Regions from separate parts of the Rattus norvegicus genome. Here region 1 is linked to region 2. A link is a contact called in public Hi-C data. All regions are on one chromosome and are shown on one strand. The core of a region is the stretch at or near the end of the contact, and the rest is flanking DNA. Distances in the headings are between cores, read along the strand shown.

What was found. Hi-C and Micro-C count contacts between places; a contact is called where the count stands out from the background.
Region 1: a Hi-C map of liver shows a contact between it and region 2, with 3 times the contacts expected there. The contact joins the promoter of Srp72 here to the promoter of Polr2b in region 2. A contact is called at or near these places in 5 of 12 Hi-C or Micro-C datasets (the A7r5 cell line, Schwann cells, liver and 1 more).

What each region holds. Positions count from the first base shown.
Region 1 is chr14:31,544,912-31,552,030 of GRCr8, forward strand. Srp72 (signal recognition particle 72) reads right to left here and starts at 5,063. Exons shown (of 19, transcript NM_001170601.1): 1 at 4,933-5,063; 2 at 3,417-3,537; 3 at 1,345-1,468. The coding sequence starts at 5,041. LOC120096737 (a long non-coding RNA gene) reads left to right here. Exons shown (of 2, transcript XR_010057688.1): 2 at 2,096-7,119.
Region 2 is chr14:31,185,477-31,192,185 of GRCr8, forward strand. It overlaps Polr2b (RNA polymerase II subunit B), which reads right to left and starts at 3,746. Exons shown (of 25, transcript NM_001106002.1): 1 at 3,597-3,746; 2 at 956-1,028. The coding sequence starts at 3,615. It overlaps Noa1 (nitric oxide associated 1), which reads left to right and starts at 4,094. Exons shown (of 7, transcript NM_001401447.1): 1 at 4,094-5,321; 2 at 6,531-6,695. The coding sequence starts at 4,172.

The sequences.
Region 1 (7,119 bases), core at 3,813-6,312, 360 kb after region 2:
TTAGCTAAATGCCTAAAGTTTGTGAAAGAAAATCTTTGTATAAAAATCTATGCTGTAATGTCAACTGCAATAAAAAAGAAAAAGCCACACCAAATGATAACCAAGTGCCTGTAAACAGAAGAAAAAAATACTAAGCAAAGACTTAGAATTCCCTAGAAGTTCACTTTGTTTCTCAGCAATCAGATATGGCACCAATGATAGCAGTACTAAGTACACACAAGGGGTTCCCAAAGGACAGTAACAGAGTTGGGCGTGGTGGCACATGCCTTTAAACCCAGCACCCAAAAGGCAGAGGCAGGCATATCTTGGTGAGTTCAATGCCAGCCTAGTCTACACAGAGGCAGGCACATCTGTGTGAGTTCAATGCCAGCCTAGTCTATACAGCAAATTCCTGACCAGCCTGAGCCATGTAGTAGGACAAAGGAGAGTGGAAGTTGCTACTCTGGGTCAGTCAGTTCCCGCTGTATGACCAAGACTGGTCTCTTTCATCAACCCTGGAACTCACCCTACAGCTACTCAGATAGTCCCCTGTCCTCTCAGGATTAATAGCACCTTCAGATCAGGCTTAATTTTGTCTCAAATTCTTCAGAGGCTGGAGACATAGTTCTGTGGTTAAGGTACTTGTTTGTTCCTGCAAAAGACCTAAGTTCAATTCCTCACACCTACATGGCGGTCCACAACCACTGTAACTCCAGTTCTAGGGCATCTGACACTGTCTTTGGACCTCCATAGGCACTAAGCAAGCATGTGATATGCATACTATATATGCAAGCAAAATACCCAACATATATAAAATGACTAACTCTAATTTTAACAAACTTCAAAAAGACATATTTTCAAAGGGCATAGTTTTACAAACTATATATATATATATATATATGTATATATATATATACACACACACATATATATATACACATATATATATACACACACACATATATATATACACATATATATATATACACACACACATATATATATTTTTTTTATGAAAAAGTCTCCCAAATCCTTAACTTTCATAATTATAATTGTTAAACTTAGAATACTTACTAGTTTAATATTGGAAATATTGTCTCAACTACGTATATAGCTCACTGGCCTTTACCTTTCTAATCAGTAGTTCAAATGTCATTCAATGGCCCCCAAAGAAGTCCCAGTTTGTAGAATACTCTACGTACAACTCTTCCAGAGGACAGAAAGACCAGAGAACAGATCCAAACCTCAGGAACTGGTTTGGTGGCTGAGTTTGTGGAGCATCAGGATGTCCCACCCTGCTCCGTGTCAGGGTAGAGCAGTGTCTGTCTGCGGTGATTGACAACAGGAATTTAAAGTTGTAATTACCACTTGTCCATAAAGCTCCTTCAGTTTGTCTGTCTGCTGGTTGGCACTTTCTATTGTCTTCAAGGCATTCTCGATTCTGTTCAACCTGTACTCGCAATATGCCTTCTCAAAGGACAGAGAGTTACTGAAGGAAAAACCAAGAACAAAACCAGATCTGATTATTATCTAATAGTGTAGAACACTCTGCATATGCCAGATTGCTCTAAGCACTTGATACATGTGTAACTCGTTTTTGCTACTTTGTGGGTTCTTCTTTTTTCCACCCTTTAGCCTCCCCACCCTGTTTCACTCCCTCTTACTAGATAAGTGAGAAAGAAGGATGGGGAGAGGATCTGAATCTAACTTTTCTTTTTGTTTCTTCTTTGAACATGACTACTAACAAACCACAACCAACCCTCCCTGGAAGACCAACAACTACACACACCCCTCTCCACAACAGGGCCCTAGCATTTATATAACCTCTGAAAAGTTCCCAAAATCTTAAACATCACACAATCTCAAAAATTATCTGCAGCTGGCAAAACCATGCCTCTGGTACAGCACCAGAAAAACATAGTCAGCTACTGTGGTCAGCCTGCAGCAGCCCACATCTCTATACCTGTCTACACCTGGAATCAAAACAAAAGCACATTCTTACAGTTATATAAGTCTTATATCACCACAGCCATCTTTGTGACCTGCCTCCCAAATCACACAGGCCTTAAAGCAGCACCACATGCAGCACCCATGACCTCATCTGCTCTGTTTTCAGGACTACTGACAAAACTACTGGCATTCTGAAACAAATATTAAAGAAGCAATCATGGAAGAGCTCAATACAAGGACAATGCAAACACTCAAATGGGCCACATCTTGAGACTGAGGCATAGCAGAAGCCCTGGGTTCTATGCCCAGCACCCTACAACTGGATATGATGGTACATGTCTGTTATCACAGCCTTGGGAAGTACAGGTAAAGATCAGAAAGGTAGGCTCTTACTCAGCTACCGAGGAGCTTGAGGTTGGTTGGGAGACATGCGACACTGTCTCCAAAGAAGAAAGTTTCTTAAATCTCCTAACAAAATATACAATACTGGTTAACTTGTTCATGAAGCAAATGGTTAAGAAAAAAAAATTAGATATAAAATATGGTAACTGGAGAAGATTCAACCAAGCAAGCAGTTATTTAAATCTCCAGATTTAAAATTCATGTACATTAATGTAATATTTAAAATTCATTTTGAAGTTTTGACCATAACCCCCGCCCCCAGAAAAAACTCATCAAAGCAAATGTAAAAAAGTAACAATTCAGGAAGTTTGTGTTCTGTGAAATATAAATGAGATTAAAAAAAAAAAAAAAGGCATCAATAATTGAAAACAAACAGCTCAAAGGTCTTGGCCTGAATAATTAATGGTCCAAGGGCCAGAGGTCAGGCTAAGTTCACCTTACAGACGTCTATGCTGCAGATGTTCATGTGCGGTAAGCGTACACATGTCTGGTTGATAGGTACATCCTTGTTTTCTCCCTAGATCCTTGTTCCAAGAACCATCCAGCTCCACCAGGCCCACCTTTGGAAATGGTCTCAGTCCATAGCCCAAGACGGCTTCAAACTAGAGATTCTGCCTCAGTCTCCTCATGCTGGATCACAAGCATAACTTGTATATGTGACTCACATTTATGTTCTGCATTCTTTTATGGTTTACCCCCTTCTGAGCAGTTCAAAAGAAAGACAGCTCTGGAAATTGTGGCACATCCCATCATTCAGGAGGCTGAAGTAGGACTGTACGTTTAAAACCAGCTTGGACTGCACAGTGAGTTCCAGGCCAGCAAGATTAGATCCGGGACAAACAAATATGCAAATACGAAACAATAAAAACCCAGGAAAGCAGAAAACAAGCAAAGAGGCAAAAAAACACAAACAAAAAAAATTCTGAAATTCTAACAGTCCAGCAGAGAGGAACCAAGATCACTACTTTGTCTTCTAACTTCAGAAAGACCAATGACAGAAAAAAGGAAAGCAGGTCAAAAGGGAAGAGCTGGAGGAAGCAGTGGGTGAGGTGATAGCTCTAATAACCACTAACAGAATCACTTACTTGGCTAACACTTTGGTGTGAGTATTGATGACATTCAAGGCTTCTTTGAAACTTCCATTCTGGATAAGGCAAACAACTTTACAGTGCAAGGCCGTGACATCATCCTTGTTGATCTGCAATACTAGAGAACGTTTTTTAGGAAAGCCATTTTTAAATCCGTCCCTCAGCTCGTTTTTAACTAAATAAAAACGGGAATACAGATTGCCTAACATATGGGAGGCCCTAAGTCTAATTTTCGCCACTGCAAAACAAACAAAAACTACAACATAGGCATGATTCATCTTTGGAATGTTCCAAAGAAATATCCAAAATTCCCCTTTCCCAAAAAGAGATTGAAGAGAAATAAAATAATAATTTATTATATAATATAATAATATTAATAAAATAGTAATTCGGGCAGCCAAGGTTCGATGCTAACAGCATGCCGGTGTCAAAAGGACTAGGATCACGGTTCCCCTTGCTCCTAGTCTACCGCAGGAATCCAATTCTCAGTTTACAAGTCGGTAAAGGAATTTCTAGAAATTAATGGGTAGGGCTGAAGTGACAGTCTTGGCTGATTAAAGAATTGCTACACTGTTATACTGATACAAATATGGGTTGTAGCCCAGCAAAAGGCTAATGTTAATGCAAGTAAGTTTGTCCATACTCAATTCTAATTAGTAGCTATTTTCCTTAATGCGTGGCCACCATGACTACTTTTATAGTAATCAGGGACCTGAAGGTGCAAAGCGTGTGTTACTGCGATATTCTTTACATAACTAGTGCCTGGTACCGCTGAATGATTTGGTAGTTACATTACCAAACCTAACATACACAGGTCTATCTACTGTACAGAATATAGCATGGCCATATTACAGGCATATAGTGAAGAATAACAAATTATGGAATCTCATATTGAAGACAACTAAAATTAGAAATTATAATTCATGGGGCTAAAAACGCAGGTCAAAGTCTCCTTAGGTTATTTTAAAGGTTGGGGCTTATTCACTGGCTAATTAAGACCGGCAAGCTTTTGTACGTGCAAATGAATAAAGACCTGACATTCACACCTCTTCCCTTTAGAATCTGCAATGCTTCCACTTTGTCTGCAACAGCATGGATGCTACGTGTCAAGGCAGGTTCCTTCCCCTGCCCCAGCCCCAGTCCATAAGTTTCCTTCATGACACTATCTTGATCACTTCGCTCAAGATAATGAAGAAAAGTCAAATCTGACATCTTCGCAAAATCCGGCAGCGGAGAAGATATCAAGAACAATTTGGAAGCGGTTCCGGACGCCATGGTCTCTTTAAGTCCCCCCTCCCCCTCGCGTCGGGTCTCGCCGGGACTGAGGGAAGTAAGTACACGTGGCCCTAAGCGACCGAGCTCCGGCCGCCGGTGGCCGTGGGACAGCGACCCGCCCCCGGTTTGGGGGCCGAGCCGAACGAAGGACGCAGCGATCCCCTCCGGGCTGTGCCGAGGAGGCGCGCGCTGGACACAGGCGGCTTCCTCCTGACAGTCCGGCTGTCCCGACACTTACTTTTGTTGACGGTCTTGAGGGCACGCGTGAAGTCGCTGTTCTGCCCATAACGGTTCACCTCACTCCACAGCGCAGGGACTGACACCCCACCGCTGCCGCCGCTCGCCATCTTGGAGAAGGTGGAGGTGGGGGAGGAGTAGGGCGACCTCTGCCCCGGAAGAGGATCTCGGAGTTGGCCGGGCGAAGGAGGAAGTTGGTGGTTGCTAGGCGGCAGGGAGTTGCGAGCGCGTAGGTTCCAGAGCTGGGGTCAGAAATCGGTTTTCTTTCAAGACTTACGCCCCAACTCCTACTCAAAAGGCGACTGGAGATAGGAGGAGTCAGATTCAGAAAAGGTGCTCACCGAAACTGTCAGCCCAAAGCCGCCGGCATTCTGGTGAGACCACTGTGGTCCGACTGGCCGGGAGACACTCTTTGGAAGAGAAAAACTCCCGGTTCCTCAGGTGGTATTAGGTGGTAATTAATTTAAGGAACCGTAGAGTCGCTTGAAGGAGGCAGGTACAGGCACAGCTTCTCATGGGTGCTTCAGAATTGCCGTTTCAGGACATGAACAGGATTAGAACCTGGGAATGAATCTGGGGGAAGTGAAGATCGCTGTTGATGAAAATACAGTGAAAGGAACTGTTTAACCTCCCATTGAGATCTAGCTCAGGAGCAGTGTGGGCTGGAAGCCCGATGAGATGAGAATATCCAGGTTCTGAACTGATTGTACGACTTGTGTAGATGTCATACAATAAACTACGTCTTGGAGGTTTTCCTTAATGTACTTTAAAAAAAAAAGTTTCATGTATGTGGGTACACTGTCGCTGTCTTCAGACACACCAGAAGAGGGCATCAGATCTCATTACAGATGGTTGTGAGCCATCATGTGGTTGCTGGGAATTGAACTCAGGACCTCTGGAAGAGCAGTCAGTGCTCTTAACCACTGAGCCATCTCTCCAGCCCCTTATTGTACTTCTTTAAGGAAACTTGGTCACGCAGCCTAGTCAGTATACATTCTGGTTTCAAGGCTCAACTTCCTTGTGGAGAAGATGCATGCATGCTAAGCAAGTGGGCTCAGCATTCAGCTACACCCTCTACAAGGCTCTATTCCTGAGTGCTGATTCTTTAAGTCCCTCTAACAACCTATAGTCGTAAGGCCATAGGCCTTATTTACTTTACTTACTACCTGGGAGACCTGAACCAAACCTTCCTTCACCTCCCGTAGACTGAACCTCAAGTTCTCTTAATGTTGTTACTCAGCTTTTAAACCACGCGTCTACTTCATATTTCTTGTCTGGGTCAAGGGCTGAAACTCTAGCTGATTGTCATATGGTTCTGGACAACTTTGTGTAGTCAGTATAATAATACATGATACTGAATTTATGAGGATGAGTTTATTTTGGATCATAATTTCAGCTATAGTAGGTTGGCTTTGTTGCTTTGGAACCTCAGTGAGGAACATCATGATAGAAATCAGGTAGTAGTTACCCAAAGCTGCACACTTAATGATTACTGGGCAGGAAAAAGCTGAAGCCCCAGACAAAATGTCAATTTCAAAAGCACACTTACACTAGGCACTATCTCCTACAGCAGTGGTTCTCAACCTGCGAATCATGACCCCTGGAGGGGGGGGTCACATATTAGATATTTACACTACTATTCATAGCAATTGCAAAAAAAAAAAAAAAAAAAAAAAAAAGCAGGAACAAAATAATTTTATGGTGGGGGGTGCCACCACAACATGAAGAACTGTGTTAAAGGGTCATGGCATTAGGAAGGTTGAAAATCACTGGCCTAGACGTTCCACCACCTTTAAACAGTGTCAAAGGAGCCTCTACAGAACACTCAAGACCAACTACAGCAGATTCCCCAGCTGCTGTACATGCATCAGTCCAGTAAGTTACACGGAGTTGTGTCCCCTTTTGGGAACTTGCACGTTCATTCACAGAGTACTTCAGTACTATGTATCTGCCTGCCTGTATATAGGAATTTACATTGCTGAGATACGATATCCAGTGTACTTGGACTATGCATTTCCTACATGAGATAGGCAATAAAAATATATACTGAGTGGTGATAAGTTCTGTGAGAATCTGAGGATTACAATTAAGAATAGAGACCTAGATTTTTTCCCTTTAAAGATCAGAAAAGTCTGTGAGTATCTGCATCTGTCTTAAGTCAGGAGCTGGCAGAGTCTCTGAAGATAGC
Region 2 (6,709 bases), core at 2,496-4,995:
CTGGCCTCCATGGGCACCTGCACACTAGGTGGACATAAACTCACACAGGCATATAAACACAAAAAATAAAAGTGAAAGAAATAAAGAGAGAACAACAAAGCATGCAACACTCAAAGCCCTGAGGCAGGAGGACTCGCAAGTTCCAGTTCAGGCCTGGTCTCAAAAATCTAACTGACAAAATAAATTTCAGTGGATACCCTAGGTCCAGGAAAAAAAAAAAAAAAATGAGAAAAAAATTTTCTTCTTTTGCTATAAAATTAGTGAGATAACTTGCAAAAATGTAGATTCTGGAGGTTAAATAAGGCTATTGTATCAGTATTAATTCCTATACTGTGATTACATTAAAGTGCCTGCTATTTACTCTTCAATGTTTCTTGGGGAAAAATGCACAAAGAAAGGAAGAAAAAAGAAAGAAAAAACTTATGGAGGCCAGGTGTGGTGGCACATGCCTTTAGTCCCAGCATTAAGGAAGCAAAGGCAGACACGTCTCTGAGTTTGAGGCTGGGGTTTACAAAACCAAATCCAGAATGTCCAGGGCTACAGAGAAAAAACCATGTCTCAAAAAACAAAAAACAGAATAGCATAAGGACAATATTTAAGGGCTTCAATGAGGTACATAAATGAATTTTTTAGCTTTTCTCTAAGGTGGAAATATTTTAAATAAATAAATAAAGCCAAACATGGTGAGGTGTCCCTGTAGGATTCCCAGCACTCAGAAGGCTGAAGCAAGAGTGCTGTAAGTTCAAACCAGCCCAGCCTACAGCAAGTTCCACAGCATGCAGAGCTACATACTGTTCTGTCTGCATAAAACAAAGCAACCCTGTAAGTAACTAATATATGTTACTTACACATTAGCAAGCACAGATACGGCCGAGGACTATCTAGAAGGAACAGAACAACAGGACCTCACACCATCTTGTATCTACTAAAGCTGTTCCGTTTGGTCTAAAGTTACCTGATCACGATCCAGCATGCTTCCTGCCACAAATCTGGAGTGATTTCATCATCATCTTCATCATATTGCATATCTGCAAAAACAATACACTATGCTCACTGGCCATGAGATGCCACAAGTTCAAACGTTACCTCTATGAAATAAATAGCACTCTGCTAAGAGGCAATCACTTCACCCCATTTTCCTAGAATTTCAGAAAACTAATGTCATATCAATATTCTTCCTATATACAGAGATTTTACAGCAAAGTTTCAGTTAAGTTGTGAGAATTTACAATTTCTGTCTGCTCCAGAAAGTCCGTGTAGCGCTTAGCAGGAGCAAGATCCTCTAACCAGTAAGGCCTCAGAGACAATGATGAGAGAGAAAATGGTTTAAATAACTGAGCAACACCCTGGGGTGGTCTGTGACTGCAGCATTTCATACATTTATATACGCATATTTCACCTGTATACAGTATACATGCATGTATATGCATACTTTTTTTTTCTTTTTAGAGACAGGATCTCACTATGTAGCCTAGCTGGCTGGAGCACACTCTGTACAAGAACTGGTCTTAAACTTACAGAGAGCTTCCTGCCTCTGCCTCTTTTTTTTTTTTTTGGTTCTTTTTTTCGGAGCTGGGGACCGAACCCAGGGCCTTGCGCTTCCTAGGTAAGTGCTCTACCACTGAGCTAAATCCCCAGCCCCCTGCCTCTGCCTCTTAAACCATGAGTAAAGACATGTGCCAACAAGCCTGGCCCGTACAGACTACATGTTCCAAAGATTACCATGACTGTGTTTCCCAACCCTCTTAGTCTAAGAGATCATGACCCTCCTACTATCAAGATCAGGAGTCAGCTAGGCATGCTGGTTTCAGCACTCAGGAAGCAAGAAGTAGAAGAATCACCATAAATTACAGACCAGTCTGAGAGACATCATGAGACCCTGCCTCAACAAGAAACAAAGATAAAGGGTCTATACATCCTCTCCTTGAATTCACATCATTTTCGACTCTCCAGGAAATAAAGCCTGCTGCTACAATGAGGTCACATGGTTTTTCAGAACATGGGTCAGAAAAGGCATTGTAAGTCTAACTTCTTTGCTCTGAAGGCCAGAACTGTTACTAAAAAAACTTCTAATACTTTCCCAACACTCACTGCTAAGCCAAACTGTAAGAGCCACTTACAGGTGTTCCAGTCAGAAACCCCAGGCAGGTCCTCCAGGCCCCTCTTGGCAACACTCAGATTTTCTTAAATCTTATTTTTATTTTATGCATAAGCTCTTTATGCATTCTTGCATGCATGTGGCCAGATATGGACCACTGGATCCTGCAGATTTATGTGTGGCACTTTCTGGGAGACAACCCAGGTCCTCTGCAAGAGCAACAAGTGCTCTTAACTACTGAGCCATCTCTCCAGCCAACTTGATTCAGAAACTTTGAAACAGAGTCAACTCATGCCCACCATACCCTGTACAACTTTCCAAATAGTATGAACTTTTTTCCTCGGTGCCTAAGGTTGACTGCAAGGTGTTGGCCACACTAGGCAAAGCTAATACCGGGCTACATCTCCAGTCCAGTAATGAAAGCTTTATCTGAGCGCCATGTTCCTGTTAAAAATATCTGAAGAGTGAAATGTGCTGTACACAAATATATAGTCTAAGGACCATGAACCTGAGATCAAACTCCAGGACCTACATGGTACACTCCATGTGTGCACCCACACACATACTCACAAAATAAAGAAATAAATGACATAATGGCTTTAAAGCTTCTAAATTTCCTTCAAGTTAGAACTCTAAAAAGAATACAACGACTCTAATAGGTTTTAATGAGGTATGAATGGGTCTGAGATGTTGAGGCAATTTTAAAAGCTGAAGCTACTGTTTCCTCGAGAAAAAGGGAGGAGGAGGTGTAAAAGACAGCCACAAAAAATGAGAGCTGGAATAAAATGATTTTTGATCAGAGGAGAGGGAGCGTTACAAACACAACATGAAAATAAAGTGGGTAGGACTAAGAAGTGTGAAGTATGAAAAGTGAGAAACCATTTTGTCCTAGTGAAAGGGAATACAATGAACTACATGTCATTCTAGAACTGTCATCTTGTGGGAAGAAACCACTTAAAGGCCATGTTTATGTCAATTTACTTAAACTGAAAACAGTGTGAAGGAATGTCAACCCAGAACCCATTCTTTGTCCCTAATACGTTCAGAGTTTAACAGTGTCTAGCACACAGACGTAATCAAAAATTGAGCTACCCGTGCCTAGATATAAGGCTCAGAAATAGCTTTTGTGCAGACGGCAGGCCCTGGGCTCAATTCCCTGTGCCGTTTTTAAAAGAAGCTATTCAACTGTTAGTTCAAGCTTTTCGACTAAAATGATAAATGAAATCAATCAAACAACCGAATGTTAATAAGCTACACTACGTCGATTCTGGAAGGTGGTTACAGATTTAACGGGAGGCGGTAGAGGGAGCAGTCAACCTGACCCAGGAACGTGGAGCACGCACTGCTGGCAAAGCCTACACCGTTCCCGGGCTAAAGTGTAGGAGCCGGGCAGCCGGGCGCGCGCCACGGACGGGATGCGGTGGCTGGCGCAGATCCTTCATCCCCCATCGTCCCGCCTAAGTGGCTAGCAGGAGGCGTGTCTTACGTGGTCACCTACCCTCGTCGGCGTCATACATCTTGGCCAAAGGTTTCTGGAGCTCTTAACTCGAAATCACAAAACTAGAGTTGAAAAGCGCTGCAGCAAACTCTGAGCGCCAGACGAAGTAATTTCCGTCTCCGGCGTTCCCAGAATCCTCGGCGTCAAAGCGAGAGGGCGGGGAAATGAGAGATTTGCGCCTGCGCAAATAGGAAACGGCTGGCAGGAGTGAATTACGCATGTGCGAGTTATAGGTTGCTGGCTGGCGTTGAAGATAGACAGCTTCTCAGCCAGAAGTTGGATTCAGTTTATGAAAGTTTATTGTTGCGTGTTTTTTAGTGTTGTTGCACAAATGACACTTGGTTTGTGTAGAGATATATGGGAAGAATGGCTCTGGTTGTGGGCTAAGCACTGAGGACCTTCTGCTCACCCAGCCTTTGCACGTTTGACTGAATTCTCGGGTCTCAGAGCTTTCATCGCGAGAAATCTAGGCTTGGTCACGCCGTTGGACAGTTCCTTCGTTGTCTGGTCCTGGGAGTTTCTCGGACGCTAACACGCGTGCGCGCTCGAGGCCCCGCCCTCCTCGCGCTGTCCACATGCTGCCCGCGCGCCTGGGTTGTAGGCTGCTGTGCGGGCTCCTACGGGGCCCCGCACCAGCCGCTGCGTGCCGTGGCCCAGCACGGTGGCTCCTGGAGGGGAAGTGTGAGGCCACCATCTGCCAGCGTGGATCATCCCTGGGCCGCCGAGCTCCCCCTAGTTCCACGGCGACCGAGGACTGTGAAGAAGGAACCGACACGGAGGAACGCTTTCTGTTCCCGGAGTACGTCCCGGAGCGGACCCCTGAGGAACAGCTGCGGGAATTGCGGGAGCTGCGGGAGTTGCAGCAGCTGCAGCAGGAGAAAGAACGACAGAGGTTGCAGCGGCGGGAGGAGCGGCTTCAGCAGAAACTGCGGGCAGGCCTCCGGGCTCTGCCGGTCCCGGAGCTTCCAGACGCATCGGTGCCGCCCAGCGGCATCTACTGCTCGGGCTGCGGAGCCGAGCTCCACTGCCAGCATCCTGGCCTGCCCGGCTACTTGCCGGGCGAGAAGTTCCGCGATGCTGCCCAGGCGGAAGGTGGCCTGGCGCGGACCGTGTGCCAACGCTGCTGGCTACTGGTGCACCACCGCCGTGCCCTGCGCCTGCAGGTGAGCCGCGATCAGTACCTGGAGCTTGTGAGCACCGCGCTGCAGAGACCGGGGCCCGCTCTGGTGCTTTATATGGTGGATCTGCTTGACCTGCCGGACGCTCTGCTGCCCGACTTGCCCAAGCTGGTGGGCCCCAAGCAGCTCTTCGTGCTGGGGAATAAAGTGGACCTGCTGCCCCAGGATGCGCCCGGCTACTTACAGCGGCTGCGGAAGCGGCTGTGGAACGACTGTATCCGCGCCGGGCTCGTGGTGGCCCCTGGTCATCGAGGACCACAGTACCCTACTGGAAATGAGCCACTGGACGAGATAAAGAATCAGAATCCGTCGTCCAGGTCCCGCACGGTGGTCAAAGACGTGCGGCTGATTAGCGCCAAGACGGGCTATGGAGTTGAAGAACTGATCTCTGCTCTTCAGCGTTCCTGGCGCTACCGCGGCGATGTCTACCTGGTGGGCACCACGAACGCTGGCAAGTCCACTCTCTTTAACACACTCCTGGAGTCTGATTACTGCACCGCCAAGGGCTCCGAAGCCATCGACAGAGCCACCATCTCCCCCTGGCCAGGTGAGGCCCCATTGCTTAGAAATTAGATTTGACCCAGGCACCTAGTACATCTCCCCTTAAATGTCTACCTTGAGCATCCTGGAGCCGTCCCTCTCTTTGGTCATACCTCTTGGGTCAGGTTAGTGTTTGGAAATTCAATGCATATTTGGTTTTCTAATAGAGATGTTTCTAGAGGCCTGGGGATAAAGCTTGAAAGCTAAAATGCTTGCCTAGTAGACCTGAAACCTGAGTTAGTCCGCAGCATCCTCCCCAGCACTAGGGAGGAGGAAGAGGCAGGAGGATCAGGAGGAAATCAAAGCCATTCTCAGCTACATAGTTGGAGGCTACCGTGGAGTAGATCCATAAACAAACAAAATGGTTCTCTTTTTACTCTGACTGTTTACCCTCAATCTTACTCTTCACCCCCTAAATTTACTCATTCTTGGACAGTTTCACATCTGAAAGAGCTGATGCACTATGGTGTGTGAAGATACCTCAAGAAGAAATGCCAGTTTTCTGAGAAACTAACAGCTTGGCATGGGGATACTATCTGTCATCACAGCTCTGGGGAGGCAGAACCTGAGGCCAAGGCTGCCAGGCAAAAGCCTATCTGAAGGGAGAAGCTGAGGAAGGAGGGGGAAACATGCATACTTGGAGTGTTACAGTCTTAGGAATTAGGTGTGTTCCCTTGAAAGAAAGCGGAGTTTAACTCGATTAGCTACCCTTTGGCACTTCATACTTAAAGCTATCTCTGGCTGTACTATCTTGGATGTACTACAGCAGTGGTCCTCAACCTGTGGGTCGTGACCTCTCGGGGAGTCAAACAACCTTCACCCAGGGATAGCCTAAGACCATCAGAAAACACAGATATTTCCATCTGATAACAGTACCAAACAACAGTACCAACAGTACAGTTATGAAGTAGCCACGAAAAATAATTTTATGGTTGGAGGTTATCACAACATGAGGAACTGTATCTATAAACGATCACAGCATTAGGAAGGTTGAGCACCACTGATATAGAGGATAAATAGGAAAGCTGGGGTAAAATGGACTTGTATCCAGATTATGACTTAGCCTATGACCCAATCAGCAGGGCTATTTTCTCGTTTGTAAAGAGTATGGAATAACTACATAGTGGTTGTCGTAAAGTTAAAGGAAATAAATCAGAAATGTTTGGTCTTCTTCTCTCACGCTCTTTTTGAAAAATTTATTCTCTTGGTATTTCAGGTACCACATTAAACCTCCTGAAGTTTCCTATTTGCAACCCGACTCCTTACAGAATGTTCAAAAGACAAAAAAGGCTTCAAGAGGATGCGAGCAAAACTGAAGAAGATCTTAGTGAGCAAGAACAAAGTCAGCTCAATCAGCTGAAAAAGCACGGCTACATAGTAGGTATGCATTACATA